3 separate regions of the Sus scrofa genome follow, and regions 2 and 3 are each linked to region 1. The links are chromatin contacts, called in public Hi-C and HiChIP or PLAC-seq maps. All regions are on one chromosome and are shown on one strand. The core of a region is the stretch at or near the end of the contact, and the rest is flanking DNA. Distances in the headings are between cores, read along the strand shown. Region 1 holds the start of SERINC1 (serine incorporator 1). Region 2 holds the start of HSF2 (heat shock factor protein 2). Region 3 overlaps HSF2 (heat shock factor protein 2).

Region 1 (4,892 bases), core at 1,714-4,213:
TTAACACTCAACAATTCCTTTACTTTTTAATTTGTTAAATTCAATAAATTTAATGCTTTGTTTAAAAATACACTCAACATGCTACCATTCTTTTAAAAAGTATTTCTGCCTATTCATTCACCTATTTGTATGTATGCATTGAGAAAAAAGGAATGTTATTAGCAGTGGGATTTTCTTGGTGACATTTACATTTTGTACTCTGCAATGCTTGACTATTCATAGCAACTATGAATCATTTTTACAAAAACAAGTCATTGTACTAAAAAATAAAAATCTAGCAGATAGTGCAAAAAAAAAAAAAAAAAAAAAAACCCAGGCAGTCAGGAATCACAAGTTCTTTCTTCTCCTTAACTACATTAAATATCTTGGGCAAAAAAAATGATAGTTATTGTATACAAAAAAATCAATTCTATTCACTAAAAGTTATAAGATGCTGGTGGGGAAAAACACTTAAGTAGGCATAAATTGCTGGTAATGTAGTTACAGGATTAGGCAGGAGGTCCACAGATGTTTATAATAATGCTTAAAGTAACCACTAATCAAATACATATCCATGCATAAACCAAGGATTATGATCAATCTAACTCTAGGTCACCTAACAGGAAAAACACACACAAAATAAAAAATTTAATACTCCAATCTCTGCACAAAAGTATTACATGTAATTTCTTTTTTATACTTTTTTCAAAGTGCAGACATTCTACAAAACAAAAAAATTTACAAAAATTGATTAAAGAAACTTGAGTAAAGGAAGTTAATTTCTTTTAATTCTGGCTTAACTGATCTAATTTAATGACTTGAATACTTTGAATATTTAACAAAATTTTAAATTTGTCAAAACTTCTAAGTAAATGAGTATATTGGCTGTTAAGACTGGGAGAAATGGATTTGTAAAATAAAAGGCATATTTCCTTTCAATTGCTATCAGACTACACTAAAATCAAACAATTCAGCAATAAAGAGACAGAGGCACCAGGAAAGAAAGGAGAAAAAATTACTAGAAATGCATACTACAGAATCAATTTCTAGATTGGCCATAATAATCTAGAACAAGGATGAGCAGCCTTAGCCATCTAGGCTAACTACCAGAGATCTAATTACTTGAAAATAATGAAAACTACCTCCTTGTTACTATCTTCCAATATACTTTGATATTAAAAGATAGTGTCAATTTTATCACTTTTTTTTAGTAGAAGTGGAGAACTAAGTTGTAAAAATGTTAATAGGAATACAATTTTTTCCCATATTGTATACTAAAACTATTTTCGTTTCAATTTAAAACATATACATATTTTTAAAACCCCCTAGAATCTTGTTTTTAACCGTAATTGTCCTTGAGGTCAAAAAGATTGATCATCACTGACCTAGAAATTGAGAACAAAATGGAAAACACGTATCTCTCCTTTTAAATTTTTACTTATACAAAGAACATGCCTACTTGATAAGTGGACAGAACCTGACTTTACAAATCAAATTACACATCTCCCTTCTCCCCCCATTAAAACAATTTTATAATCATCATTTATATTTTGTAATTCAATGTATTACACTAAATATGCCTATATATATAATAGTCAAAGGATTCAAGTAAATTCTCTACTTCCTGAGATAAAAATAAACCAGTTTTCAAAGAAAAAAAAATATAACAGCTATCCACACCCAACTATAAGAAAAAAATACCATAGAATCAAGACAATGACCTAGGTTTGACTAACAACCTCTATGCATTATTCTACTAAAAATTAACATTTAGAGTTCAAGCTATATCAAGAACTTAAGGAAAAGAGGAAAGGTATGTAAAACAAAAATGCTGTCTAATTTATATAGGGGAGTCATTTGGGAAGTCAGACCAGCAATTGTAAGAAGTGGAATTCATCAAACCATAGATTAAAGAAATACAATTTAAACCTAAATATCTCGCTAGAAATTACAAATATCTTTATTAACTGTAACGTCAATTTTTGTCTACTGGGAGGCAGGGGAGTGGTTATATCAAACTCAAGTTTATTTGTACCACCTGAATCAAATCTTGCCACAATGATGAAGAATGGTTTCACTCTAACGTTAACTAAGCAAAATGAAACCTACATCTAATTAAACTTCAGATGTCAAATTACCGAAGCACCTTTAATGTCAAAAATTAGGTATTTAATACCACAGAACTGAGTAGGTTTTTTCAGATACATAAATTACATGAGAAGTACGTATAGTAATTTTCTATGACCCAGTCGTAGAGCTAGGACTATTTAGAAAGGACACAATGACATCAATATTACTGTTAAGCTGTCCCACATATGTGTAACTTAATTGCAATCCGCGAGACAGAACAAAGAGGCCGACATGTCTCCAGGGATGACAATGCTGCAGTCTAAGGTCGCTGAGAAGGGATGAAGAGAAGTGATGAGGTACTCCACAGAAACAAGCGGCCTAAGACCTTTTAGCAATGGCCTAGGCAAATATAAGACAAAACGACAAAGGGGGCCCGGAAGAATAGGGAGCTACTTTCACCAAAGACTGGTTGGGGAAGGGAGACCATTAGCTCTCCACTTCACTTCTCCTATCAGGGTCATCTTCCCATTTCCACTGCTCCTCACGGCCACCCGGGTCAGCTCTTCAAAAGACTCAGGGCCCAGAAGCTGAGTTGGAGTGACCAAGAGAAACGATGAAAATGGGGAAGGAAGGCACTCCCTGTTGGGTGGAGTAAAACGGTGGCGCCGGGCCTCACCCACCCCGGCTCGGGTGCCTTTCTCTTTTGTCCCTCACGGCAGCACCCCGAAGTCCCCTAAAAATCACCTTACCCAGCTCGCCATGGAGCAGAGCCCCAAGACGCTCCCCATCTCCACAACGTCGCAGGAGCAGCAGATGCCAACAAGATGGAGACAGAGCCTCTGTGTCTGTCTGTGCTTATTTACTAACTACAAGCGACTTCCGGCGCAAAGCTCACCCCGCCCCTCGGCTATACGTCACTTCCTTCAAGGCCTCAGTGGAGTGGGAGGAGGCGTGCTGAAAGTTGCGCATGCGCGGGCCTGAACCCGAGGCTTTCTGCATTTGTGCTTTTCTAATTCAGCAGGCCAAAAGCGGCACTTTTTTTCACTTTTGCATTACGCCGCGCCCCCCCCCCCCCGCCCTTACATTCTTAAATTATTCCTGAAGCCCACTGCCTAGGACAAATTTTATTGGGCTAGTTCTACTCATTTTTTTGGCGTGTTTCCAATTTTTTTGTATTGCTGTTTCAGTTGACAACGCATTTTTAAATTCTTGTCCAATTAATGTGTTATAAGAAGTTTGTAAGTTCAAAATGTTTTAAGTACTTAGATAAGACGTGCTAATAAGTCTCAAACATAGTACAGATACTATTGACTGTCCCAGCGTTTGAGGAGACATTTGGAACCCTTGTCCTTAGATGATAATGGACATCTCCAGGGAATGTAGTCATTAAAAGTCTAGTTATGTTTATAGTCATTAGTCCCTGAAGATATTCTGAGAAAAGAGTTTGGCACACAGAAATAAATTTGAAGTAGTCAGTGTCATAACTAATAAGATAGTGTCTTATAAAATTACCAAACTTGGGTGGGGGAAGCTTATGTAACACCTAAGAATCTGAGAGAACTGTAACCATCAAGTGACAGTAAAAAGGAAGGAATGGGACTGGATAAAAAATAATGGGTTTAGCTTGGACTTGTTGGACTTGAAGTCTCTGAGATGCTATCACTCAGCACTTGAAAATCTAAGTTTAGGAGTTTCTGCTGTGGCTCGGTGGGTTAGGAACCTGACTAGTATTCATGAGGATGTGGATTTGATCCCTGGCCTCAGTCGGTTAAGGATCCAGTGTTGCCACAAAATGCAGCTCAGATCTGTTGTGGCTGTGGCATAGGCTTCAGCTGCAGCTCTGATTCAACCCCTAGCTTGGAAATTCTCTATGCCATGCCACAGGTGCAGCCCTTAAAAAAAAAAAGAAAAGAAAAAGAAAAAGCAAGCTTAAAAAACCAAGAGTTAATGAGATACAAAATTTAAAGTAATTCATACTGCAGTTATACTTAAAGATATAGGATTGAGAAAGATAACCAAAGAGAAATGTTGTGGAGTTACGAGGCCTTAATGTGGAACCAAAACAATTAACTCTGGAAGAATCATCAAGTGCGGAGAAGCTATTGACTTAGTTTTTGCCTTCTCACTTTGGTTATTGAGGTTGTATCTGCACACTTGTCCTTCCAAATTTTTTTTTTTTTGTCTTTTCAGGGCCACACCCTCGGCATATGGAGATTCCCAGGCTAGGGATCTAATCAGAGCTGTAGCTGCCAGCCTAGCCAGAGCCGCAGCAACACGGGATCCAAGCTGTGTCTGCGACCTACACCACAGCTCATGGCACTGCTAGGTCCTTATCCCACTGAACAAGGCCAGGGATCAAACCCTCAACCTCATGGTTCCTAGTCGGATTCGTTAACCACTGGGCCATGACGGGAACTCCTGTCCTTCCAAATTTTGCATTTTGAATTCTGTTTTCAGTATAAGTTGTGAAAATATCTTTAGTAAGACCCTTGACTCCTCAGAATGTCAGTGTCCTTGTTAATAGTGCAGCAATCCTAAATAGTTGTGAGGGTTAAATAACATCACATAGTCTTATAAGTGATAGCACCAGGTGTGGCAGATTGTAGATTATCAACACAAGCTAATTTTGTTCCTACCACGACTAATTATCTTTTGTGGCTTGTCAACCTAGACTATACATAATGTAAACCCAAAAGGCTACTTCAAATTCTCAGATAATTTCTCCAGGTCATCTAACATTTTCTGGTCTATTTCTTTGGGAAGGATATAATATTGTGTCCCATAACATGGAAGCTTACTTCCCAGACTCCTTGATATTTTTATGAGTGATACCCAGATAGCAC
Region 2 (4,892 bases), core at 1,408-3,907, 81 kb before region 1:
AATTTTTCTTTTACAATTGTGGTTCTCAAATTCTGGACCCAGGGCCAGCAGCATCTGTGTTACCTGGGAACCTTTCAGAAATACAAAATCTTGGCCTGAACCCCAGATCTACTGAGTGGAGCAGGGGATGGGGAAAAGAAGCAGCAGTTTGTTTTTCAGAAGCTCTCCAGATGATTCTGATATAGGCTAAAACTTGAGGCACATTGGTAAAAAAGGAAAAAAAAGCATATGTTTCAGACTGCAAAAGGCATGGTTTCCATTCCAAACACAGCCATTTGATTTTAGACGCACCACCTATTTCCTGGTGTTATCATCATATTAGCTGCTTAATAACTTAACCCTGTGGCTGACCTGATGAGTATTATAACTAATACCTGCTCATTTGTTACATTGATAGTCTCCTGCCTCCAAGTGATTTGGATACAGGATAAAGTTTGAGAGCCACTGATCTATATGTGTAATATATTGGAAGCAGATCAGCTATATCATTTGAGGGACCCAATGCAAAGTGAAAATGCAGGGTCCTTTGTACAAAAATTAAGAATTTCAAGATGGTGATGTGCAGAGCATTAAACCAAGTATGGGGCCCCTATTAAGTATAGGCCTACAACTGCACAGGATGAATGCCCAAAGAGGAGTTTTTGCTTGTACCAAACCACACCACTTAGTTTTGTTTTCAGATAGAAGTAATACGATGCCATGAAAGTAGGCCACATTTCCTCCTCAGACATGATCTCCTGTGCTGTCAGTCAAATAGATTGTGCTTATTAATTTTCCCATCTTTGCTCAGTGTTATGGGATAGTTTTTAGCTATTGAAATGCATTTTTACTTCAAGACCCAACTTAAGTTATCCATCTTCTAAGTCTTGCCTTACTACCTTAACTCATTTAACTCTTGTCTTTCTAAACTTTTCAGTACTTGTTTTATGATATAAATTTAGATCTTTTTAAAAATATTAGTAACTGCTGGTCATTGTGTTCCTCTTGTTTCTTAAGTCAGAGTATGAACATCTGAAGTAGAGATGGGCTTTTGACGATGCAGTGTCATCATCATACAATGAAAAGAGGATGGGCTTTTGAACTCAATAAAGCCTGGCTGTAAACACTCCCTCTTGTTTACTACCTATAATATAGGTAAATTCACTTTGAGTCTCAGAATTTTCATTGGGAAAATGAAGTAAGACCTACTGCACTGGGTTGTTAGGAGGATTAAATTATATATGTAAATCCCTGGGCATATATAAATGCTCAACAAATATTAATTGATTTGTGGAATGTCTCCCTCCATACATTTGATTTTATTTCAGCAAACATATCATTGATGAACACAAAGTTAGTATTCAATATTAGCTCTTTGGAAATCGTGTGTATTTTATTTTTTATTGTATTAGACGTACCTAGGAAATAAATCTATTCTATGTTGAATTTCATATAAACTGTAATTGTTACCTCTAACTTGTTAGTAAATTCTTTTTTTTAAGGCCACACCCATGGTATATGGAAATTCCCAGGCCAGGAATTGAATCCAAGCTGGCAGTGACCGGAGCAGAAGCAGTCATACTCTTTGCCCACTGCCCTGCGATGGAAACTCAGTTTGTAAACTCTTATACTTACATTCTGACTTTTGCAAAAAAAAAATTTCTGTACATTTATTTTGTACAATTTTTTTGTACAATTCTTTATATATTCAAAGTATTTTCACACCTACTATATTATTAATGTTATCTCACAGGGGTGAAAGAGTTTTACTCCTAATAAAGAGATGGTAAATATTGGCACAGACAGATTAAGGGATTTCTCTAAATTACATACTACCAGTAAAATCTAATATCCATTAATGTTTCCTAAATCAGATATGCTGACTCCTTCTGTAATATTTTCTCCACTATACCAAATCTGTAAAGGACATAACACAAAAAGGACAATTATTTTAAGAATATACCTGTAAATTATCTAACGGAACAGTTATTTTGATTGAGACGCTTTCTTTTTATGCTGACCACATAGTGAGCATTCTGTGTCTGTCAAATTAAACAGCATGCAAGGTGCCTATTACAATTCTTGATTCACTGTAGTATGTGTTCAGTAAAGAGTGAGTTATTAAATTCCTCTTTTTGATAAACGCATTCTAAAGGAACAATTTTTTCCCAATGAAAATTAAAAGACAAGGTTCATTATTTTCAAGACCGTTTCAACTTCGGGCCTAGCAAATCACGCTTAAAAGCTGTTTTTCCCGCATGTGAATTATTACTCTCCTTCCCCCTGCCTGACCGAGGCAACCACACTTTGCCTACCAAACTTATGACTCAAAGGCCCCTGAGGACTTTTTGTAGCCTTCCAGCCAAAACCCAAGCACCCAAAGCCGCTTCCACGTGAAACAACCAAACACACTCCCCTGCCCCTAAGGTCAGCTACAGCGAGAGCTTCTGTATAAAAGGCGAATGAAAAGGCAGCGCCCCCCTTTTAATCCCACCCCTCCACGTCTGCAGTATCCAATCACTTTTCTTTGTCGTGAGTTCAGCGCCTGGGATTGGCTGCGAACGGAACCGGCGCGGGACCAGTGCGCACAGGCCGAGCGGGGAGACTTGTCCATCACGTGCGGCCGCCCGGCCACCCCGCCTCACTGCACGCCTGGCGGGGCCGGGGGGGCGGGGCCCGGGAGCTGCTGCGCCTGCGTTGTGGGCGTTCTCGGGGAGCAGCTGCCGCCGCCGCCACCGCCGCCGCCGCCGACGCCGTCGCTACCGCCGCGTTCGGGTGTAGAATTTGGAATCCCTGCTCCTCGTTAACAATGAAGCAGAGTTCGAACGTGCCAGCTTTCCTCAGCAAGCTGTGGACGCTTGTGGAGGAAACCCACACCAACGAGTTCATCACCTGGAGTCAGGTAAGGGTGAGGGCACGGCGGCCTCCGAACCCCCTGACTAACCTCCTCTCTCGCTCGCTCCAGCGGGGTTGTCTCTCGCGGCCTGCGGCTCGACTCCCTCTGCGAGGCCCGCGGCGCGGGGGATGGCGGGGTGGCGCGGGCCTCGGCGTGCGGCCTCGCGGGGGACCCCGGTATTGTTCGCTCGGGTAGCCGCCGGGGTCCGGACCGGCGCCGCTGGCTCAGGCCGCGGTGGGGGAGGGGCGGCCCGCGCGGGGCGCCGCTGCCCGGGAGACCCCGTAACGGTCCGGCCAGGCGGCGTTCGGAACCCGGCCTGCTGAACGCGGGCGGCCGATGAGACGCGGGGGCCACGTTACTGCACACTCATCCTCCGTCCTCCCGCCCGGCTCGCGGGCTGTAGCTCAATGAGGGCACCGGCAGCTCTGCCCGAGATCTTCACCGCGGGGTTTTTCTGAGGCGGTCGTTACCACCGCGACCTGATTCTTGCCCCCAAAACAGACACTCAGCGCGCCTCGCGCATCGGCTCTTTAGGACAGCAGTCAGAGAAGGAGGCAATTGTGTAAACGCAGGTTCCTGCTTATCAGGAGGTTTAAAAATATTATATAGAAAATGGTACATTATTCACGGGAGATCCCGAGCCATTGATATAAGCGCATTTTTAGGATTATTTTAATAAAAGTGTCCACAGACAGGTGTTCAGTAACAGAGTGAAGAGCTAAATTTCACCGGACGGTTGCCAGCAGTGTGGTGTATAGATGCCGTGATCATTGGTTAGATCCTAATTGTGCCACAAAACAAGGATGACCTTAATCAAGATCCCTGTCTTGTCTGGCCCAAGTGTCATCCTCCGTAAGATGAACGGGTTGCTTAGGTGATCCAAGACCCCCTTTAGTTCCAAATGCTAAGATTCTAATTAGAGTGATTATTACATAAACTGCGCTTACGTTAGAATACACTCTTAAGCTCTTGGAATCATTTTGTGAAGGGGAGCGGAGTTTTCTTACTGTAGATCATCTGTTTGGGATGTTATCTTGTTTAGAGGTCTGGAAAAAAGTGAAAACTACCTGCACAATGCCTAGCACCTGTTAAGTGCTGAGTAAATGTTTCCTTTTCTTCTCCCTTTCTTTTCGGTTCCTTTCCTATTATAGGAACCTTAAGTTTTATTACTTAACTTTTATGGTAATAGGGAGCACTATATTGAGTATGTGAAGTTTTGACTACTATAACAGCATATTCTGCCTTATATTGCTGTCAGTTTTTAATTTTCTTTATCTCCCTCTAGGACTCAGTTTTCTTGAAGGTCAGTATCATCGATTGAATGTTGTTTGTTAAACATTCGATGAGTTCTGTAAAGTTGTACTAAGAATGGTGAAAATAAGGAATCCAGTCACCAGTATACACTTAAAAATAAAAAATGTCTCATGCTCTTCATCAGTCATAAGGATTAAAAGTTGACAAGAATGGATCAGCACAGATTGCTATTACTCAGCAGAGTTAGGGTTTGGACTAAGAGTCTCCCCACTCCCAAGCTGACTTTTATCATACCTATCTTGTTTTTATTGCCTAGGAATGGTCCCTAAATATATTTGTAATTGGTTTTAATTAAGGGATATTTTGTCAGTGGCAGGTCTAATAAGATCTGATAGCCAAAATATTTTAAAATATTCTTCTTTAATGGGCAATATCAAATGTGGAGAGTTTCATACTAATCCATAAGTGCATCACTTTATGAATTCTAACTGAAATAAGCCACTTAAAATCACTCTTACTTTTCCCATTTTTTAAGTCTAAACTTATGTTTTAGCTATTTATTTTGTAAAACATAATAGGACAATTAAAGTATAAATTCAATGAAGGCAGGGAATGTATTTGTGCCAAGGGACCCAGTAGGTACTTAATAAATGTTTGATGAAGCAGTGAAATTCTTGGAATAAGTAATGGAAATGAGGAATGATAAAGTTAGAATTAGGCTTGAAAATCTCCAAGATCATCTGGTTTGGTCTTAGCCTTATGT
Region 3 (4,892 bases), core at 844-3,343, 64 kb before region 1:
ACTCCAGTTTAGCTATTCTTAAGTATTTTCATTAAGAGAATAACCTTGGGCTTTGATTCTCTTTTTGAATAAGCCTTAATTTTAAGCTTGCCCCTTTTGCATGTTTTATTTAAGCACTTGTATTGGTTTACTGTATGTATCTTGTGTTTTCTGAAGTGCCTTTTGACCCAATTCCTTGAATTTCAGGTTTAGCCCTTAAGGAATGGGATCCAAAATTCATTCTAAGTCTCAGTGGTAACCATTCTCTTACTTATCTGTAGTAGGCAGGTGACAGTATCTTTACATTTCTGAATCAGAAAAAAGTACAGTAGTTATTCAGTAAGTATTAAAGTCTTATTTTCTGTGCCCTCTATACCTAAATCCAGTCCCTTTTGTAATGGTCTGGACTGAGAAGGTTGGCTTTTGTGGAAATTAATAAAAGAACAAAAATAAAATCATTTAATAGATAAATTATCTTTCATGCCTTCTCAGCTTTATCATTGCTGACATTTAGTAACCGCAATTTCAATAAAAATGGTGAATGAAAGGAGAAAACTTACTACTAGGCACATAGTTTGTTATGTATTTGGATATGCTTAAAAAGCACGCTTTTAATATGCTTTAAAAAATTTATATGCTTATGTTTGAGACAGACAGTTTTAGAGTCTGATAGACTTTAGTTCAACATCAACACTTACCACATTGTGTGATCTTGGGTAAGTCTTTTCAGTTCCCTGAGTCTCAGTCTCCTCAGCTATAAAATAGTTATATAATTCCTTTCTGGACAGATTTAAGAAACATTTAAATGAGTAATATGCATAAAATGCTTATATAAATAGTGTCTGGCATGGCAAGTGTTGGTTAAATGTTACTTCCCTTTAAGAATTGTTTCCTAAGCACAAGTTCTGAATTCACATGATTGAAAGTTAGCTTATTTTTATATTTATTTTTTGCCTTTCTACAGCATATGGAGTTCCTGGTCCGAGCCACATTTGGGACCTCTGCCCCAGGTGTGGCAATGCTGGATCCTTTAGCCCACTGTACCAGGCCAGGGTTCAAACCTGCATCCTGGCCCGTCAGAGATGCCGCCAATTCCATTACGCTACAGCGGGATCTCCAAAAAGTTAGCTTGTTTCTTAAACAAGAAGTGATTAACCACATTGTCAGAGGAGTATATGGCCTATTAAGTGTTTGTATATATACTGCCATGAGTAGAAGATACTATAGTTATAAAGGAAAGATTCTGGAGTTGTGTCAAAATAGGTGTCATTCTGTGTAATTGAACCACAGTTTTCCTAGTCTCATGAAGATAGGTAGTAAAAACTAGTTCTGTTTTATGGTATTCTTAAAAATGTTGAGGCCTGGTTTTTCTGACTAAATTTATTAATTTTTATTTTTAATAAATGATAACATAGTGAGAATGAGTCCCTTTGGAAGGAGGTGTCAGAATTAAGAGCAAAACATGCACAACAACAGCAAGTTATTCGAAAGGTAAGCTTTTTTTTCCTGTGACCATAATCTGCGTTTATTTGAGTACTATTTGTGACCTTCGAGAAACCTCTATTAAATAGTGATTGATCTTAGTTTTTTTAATATATTGGGTACACAGAAGTAAACCTATGAAATCAAACAAGCCAATGTTATATATTTTTTAATTAAAAAATTTCTCATTAGCTAAATACAGTCATTGCATACTTGCAACTAATGTTTCATTAGCTTTTAGTAAAATCTTTTTCCTGATATAACAACTTTAGTATACTTCATTCTTAGGAGCATAATTAATATACTACCAATTTCTTAACACATTTTATATAAAAGACATAGCCTTACTATGTAGGATGTTTTTGTTTTTTGTTTTACTTTAAAAGGTATAGATTCAGTCTCAGATAAATGACTAATATTTTCAAGTTAACTGATCAAATTATATGCTCAGAAGAGTTACTAGTGTGTGCTGTCATTAGTCTGTGCAGAAAAGCAGTGAATGCAGTGTTATAAAATGTATCTGAGCTGAAAATTACTAGGGGAACCAAAAAAAACTCTCGGCCACATAGTGTCCTTGTACTTTAATCTTCTCATATCAGCTTTCATATGTTAATAAGAGGTGAAACATAAAAGTAATTAAGGCAGCTATTTTTTGCTCATGAGTAAACTGGACTCTTAAGTTTAAGCAACAGGTTTTTTTTGGGGGAGGGAGGGTGGGCGAGCTTCAGTTTGTTCCTAACCCAGAGGCCTTTAGCTAAAAATAGGGTTATGACTGAAAAGATGTGGGTCTGATGGAGCAGGCTTAGAATACAGAGATGAATGGTAGTTGCAGCCTTTCCCCTATAATTAATATAGGTATACTGATTTTTAAAAATCACTATGAAAATGGAGGTTGAATGTAGGTAGCATTCAGTTCTAGGTGTTTAGTCCAAGTTTTATGTATTTTCAGAACTTCCATAGTTGATTCCAACTTGAAGCTATGTTTAAGAATACCCGACTTAGGAGTTCCCATGTGACTCAGTGGGTTAATCATCTGGCATTATCACTGCAGTGGCTCAGATTGCTGCTTTGGTGCGGGTTCAATCCCTGGCTGCCATGAGCACAGCCCCCCCAAAAAAGTATACCTGATTTAAAATGATAAGTGTACCTTAACCTGTATTTTATTTTAAAAATTTGCTTCCCCCTGCCCTGGAAAACAGTGTTCGGGTTAAATATTAACTCACAGTACTCCATAATTTGAAGTGGTTTTTTTTTTTTTTTTTTTCCTGAAAGCAGTAGTAGTTAGTAAAATATTTATTTAACATTTCAGTTTTACATGAAAGCTAACATTCTTTCTGCTCAAATTTGAGTTTGCATCTATATTTTAGTGAGGTTAGGGTGTTTACATAATGCATGATGACAGCTGATAAATTTTTTCTCTATTCCTGGAATTTGTTTCTAACTCTTCCACTTTTTGGCCTTGGAATAATAATATATGGGAGGTATCTTTATAGGATTTGTTAGGTACAGAGCTGATAAGATAGATAGATATATGGGTAGATGGATGTCCTAGGCTTCTCTATATTTTAGGCAGCAGCTTTATCACAGATTTTTCTTCTGCCTGGAAGCTGGTATGTTTCTTTAGATACTGTAAGATGCACCCACATTTATAATATGTTAATTTTCAAGAAAGTATGTGACTTAGAGGACATATACTATGTGAGTTAATTTTATAAGACTTGTAATATGGACTAAAGAATTAGGAATCGGTAATGGAACATCTTTAAATTTTCCTTTTAGATTGTCCAGTTTATTGTTACATTGGTTCAGAATAACCAACTTGTGAGTTTAAAACGTAAAAGGTAAGCTTTTATACTACATCTTGACCTAGTCATAGACAACCAGACATGTTAAGAGTTTAACCATGAATTGCCTACATTTGTTCAGTGTATGCCTCTTGTCCAAGATGAACAGTCCTCCCTTGTTAAATTATACTTTCAACATTTTAAGAGTGATGTTGTGGAGTTCCCATCATGGCGCAGCGGAAACGAATCTGTCTGGGAACGATGAGGTTGCGGGTTCGATCCCCGGCCTTGCTCAGTGGGTTAAGGATCTGGCGTTGCTGTGAGCTGTGATGTAGGTCGAAGATGTGGCTTGGATCTGGCGTTGCTGTGGCTGTAGCATAGGCCAGCAGCTGTAGCTCTGATAAGACCCCTAGCCTGGGAATCTCTATAACAAACAAACAAAAAGAGTGATGTTTCCTACTATGTCATCTTGCTGTTTTTGAGAGCTAAGGATATCCTAAATGGTAACTTTACATATATATACACGTACAGTTAATAAAGAATCAACTTTTCATTCACAGTATCAAATTATTGCAGCATTAGAAGGCCCCAGTGGGAGAAATTCTTAAAAAGAGGATGCATGCTGAGAAAAACATCAGAATTTTTACTTGATATCTCTTGTGTTTAGTCTACTCACAAGTGTATTTAAAAACCTGTGTATCGACCATGGGTTGTGATGCCCATAAATGTCAGTAACTATCTTTGTCACAACTAAATCGTAAGACTAGTGGACGAAGGAGTAGGTAGAAGGAGAAAAGTATTGTCTTATAATGCTAAGGATTTTAGCAAAACTTGGTTATATTCACAGCTTATGTTATAGTATATTCTTTATATTACCTATTTCTTACTAGTTATTTATACCATAAAGTTACATAGTTCAGTCTAAAGAAGTACATTTGGAGAGAGTAATTTATAATACAGAAGAATGGAGAAATAAAAATCCTGGACACGCTCATCTGCCAGTTTCTGTTTCTAAGATTAATCATTTTTAAGAATTTCTTATGTATCCTCCTTGGAATTTTTTTATGCATTATTAAAGTGAGTGTGTTTATATGTGGGTCAGTTATTAGAAGTAATTTAAATTCCTTGTATGTTTGCTTCACTGAACTTCATAGACATCTTCTGATTTTTTCAGGCCTCTTCTTCTAAACACTAATGGAGCCCAAAAGAAGAATTTGTTTCAGCACATAGTAAAAGAGCCAGCTGATAATCACCATCATAAAGTAATTTTTAAAGTTCTATTTTATGTTTGTTATGTCAAACTAAATGTTATTACATCAGTATTTCATGCATTTTAAAAAGTTTTTTTTTTTGTCTTTTTGTCTGTCTTTTCTAGGGCCTCACCCTCGGCATATGGAGATTCCCAGGCTAAGGGTCCAGTCGGAGCTATAGCCTACACCACAGCCACAGCAACGTGGAATCTGAACCACATCTGTGACCTACACCACAGCTCACAGCAACGCCGAATCCTTGACCCACTGAGCAAGGCTAGGGATCGAACCCGCAACCTCATGGTTCATAGTCAAATTTGTTAACTACTGAGCCACAATGGGAACTCAGCATTTTAAAAAGTTTACTGAATTACGCATCTGCTTACCCTTTAGCTTT

Evidence for each region. A called contact is a pair of places that touch in the nucleus more often than the background predicts. HiChIP or PLAC-seq counts read pairs in DNA pulled down with a chosen protein or histone mark.
Region 2: a Hi-C map of alveolar macrophages shows a contact between it and region 1, with 2.4 times the contacts expected there. The contact joins the promoter of HSF2 here to the promoter of SERINC1 in region 1. A contact is called at or near these places in 2 of 5 promoter capture datasets (fetal liver and liver), 11 of 47 Hi-C or Micro-C datasets (alveolar macrophages, blood, embryonic fibroblasts and 6 more) and 2 of 2 datasets of contacts at active chromatin or transcription factors (alveolar macrophages and skeletal muscle).
Region 3: an H3K27ac HiChIP or PLAC-seq map of skeletal muscle shows a contact between it and region 1. The contact joins the enhancer-like site here to the promoter of SERINC1 in region 1. A contact is called at or near these places in 1 of 5 promoter capture datasets (liver), 4 of 47 Hi-C or Micro-C datasets (heart right ventricle, psoas muscle, skeletal muscle and 1 more) and 2 of 2 datasets of contacts at active chromatin or transcription factors (alveolar macrophages and skeletal muscle).

The regions. Positions count from the first base shown.
Region 1 is chr1:40,097,394-40,102,285 of Sscrofa11.1, reverse strand. It overlaps SERINC1 (serine incorporator 1), which reads right to left and starts at 2,963. Exons shown (of 10, transcript XM_013992615.2): 1 at 2,799-2,963. The coding sequence starts at 2,837.
Region 2 is chr1:40,178,073-40,182,964 of Sscrofa11.1, reverse strand. HSF2 (heat shock factor protein 2) reads left to right here and starts at 2,657. Exons shown (of 13, transcript XM_005659227.3): 1 at 2,657-2,881. The coding sequence starts at 2,789.
Region 3 is chr1:40,160,727-40,165,618 of Sscrofa11.1, reverse strand. It overlaps HSF2 (heat shock factor protein 2), which reads left to right. Exons shown (of 13, transcript XM_005659227.3): 5 at 1,395-1,470; 6 at 3,241-3,302; 7 at 4,420-4,507. Among named protein-coding and RNA genes, the nearest start is that of HSF2, 17 kb to the left of the region's middle. Within about 2 kb of position 2,093, at least 2 of the 83 cell types and tissues checked have an H3K27ac peak or open chromatin away from gene starts, as enhancers often do. A contact at or near this core is called in skeletal muscle, where this site is marked.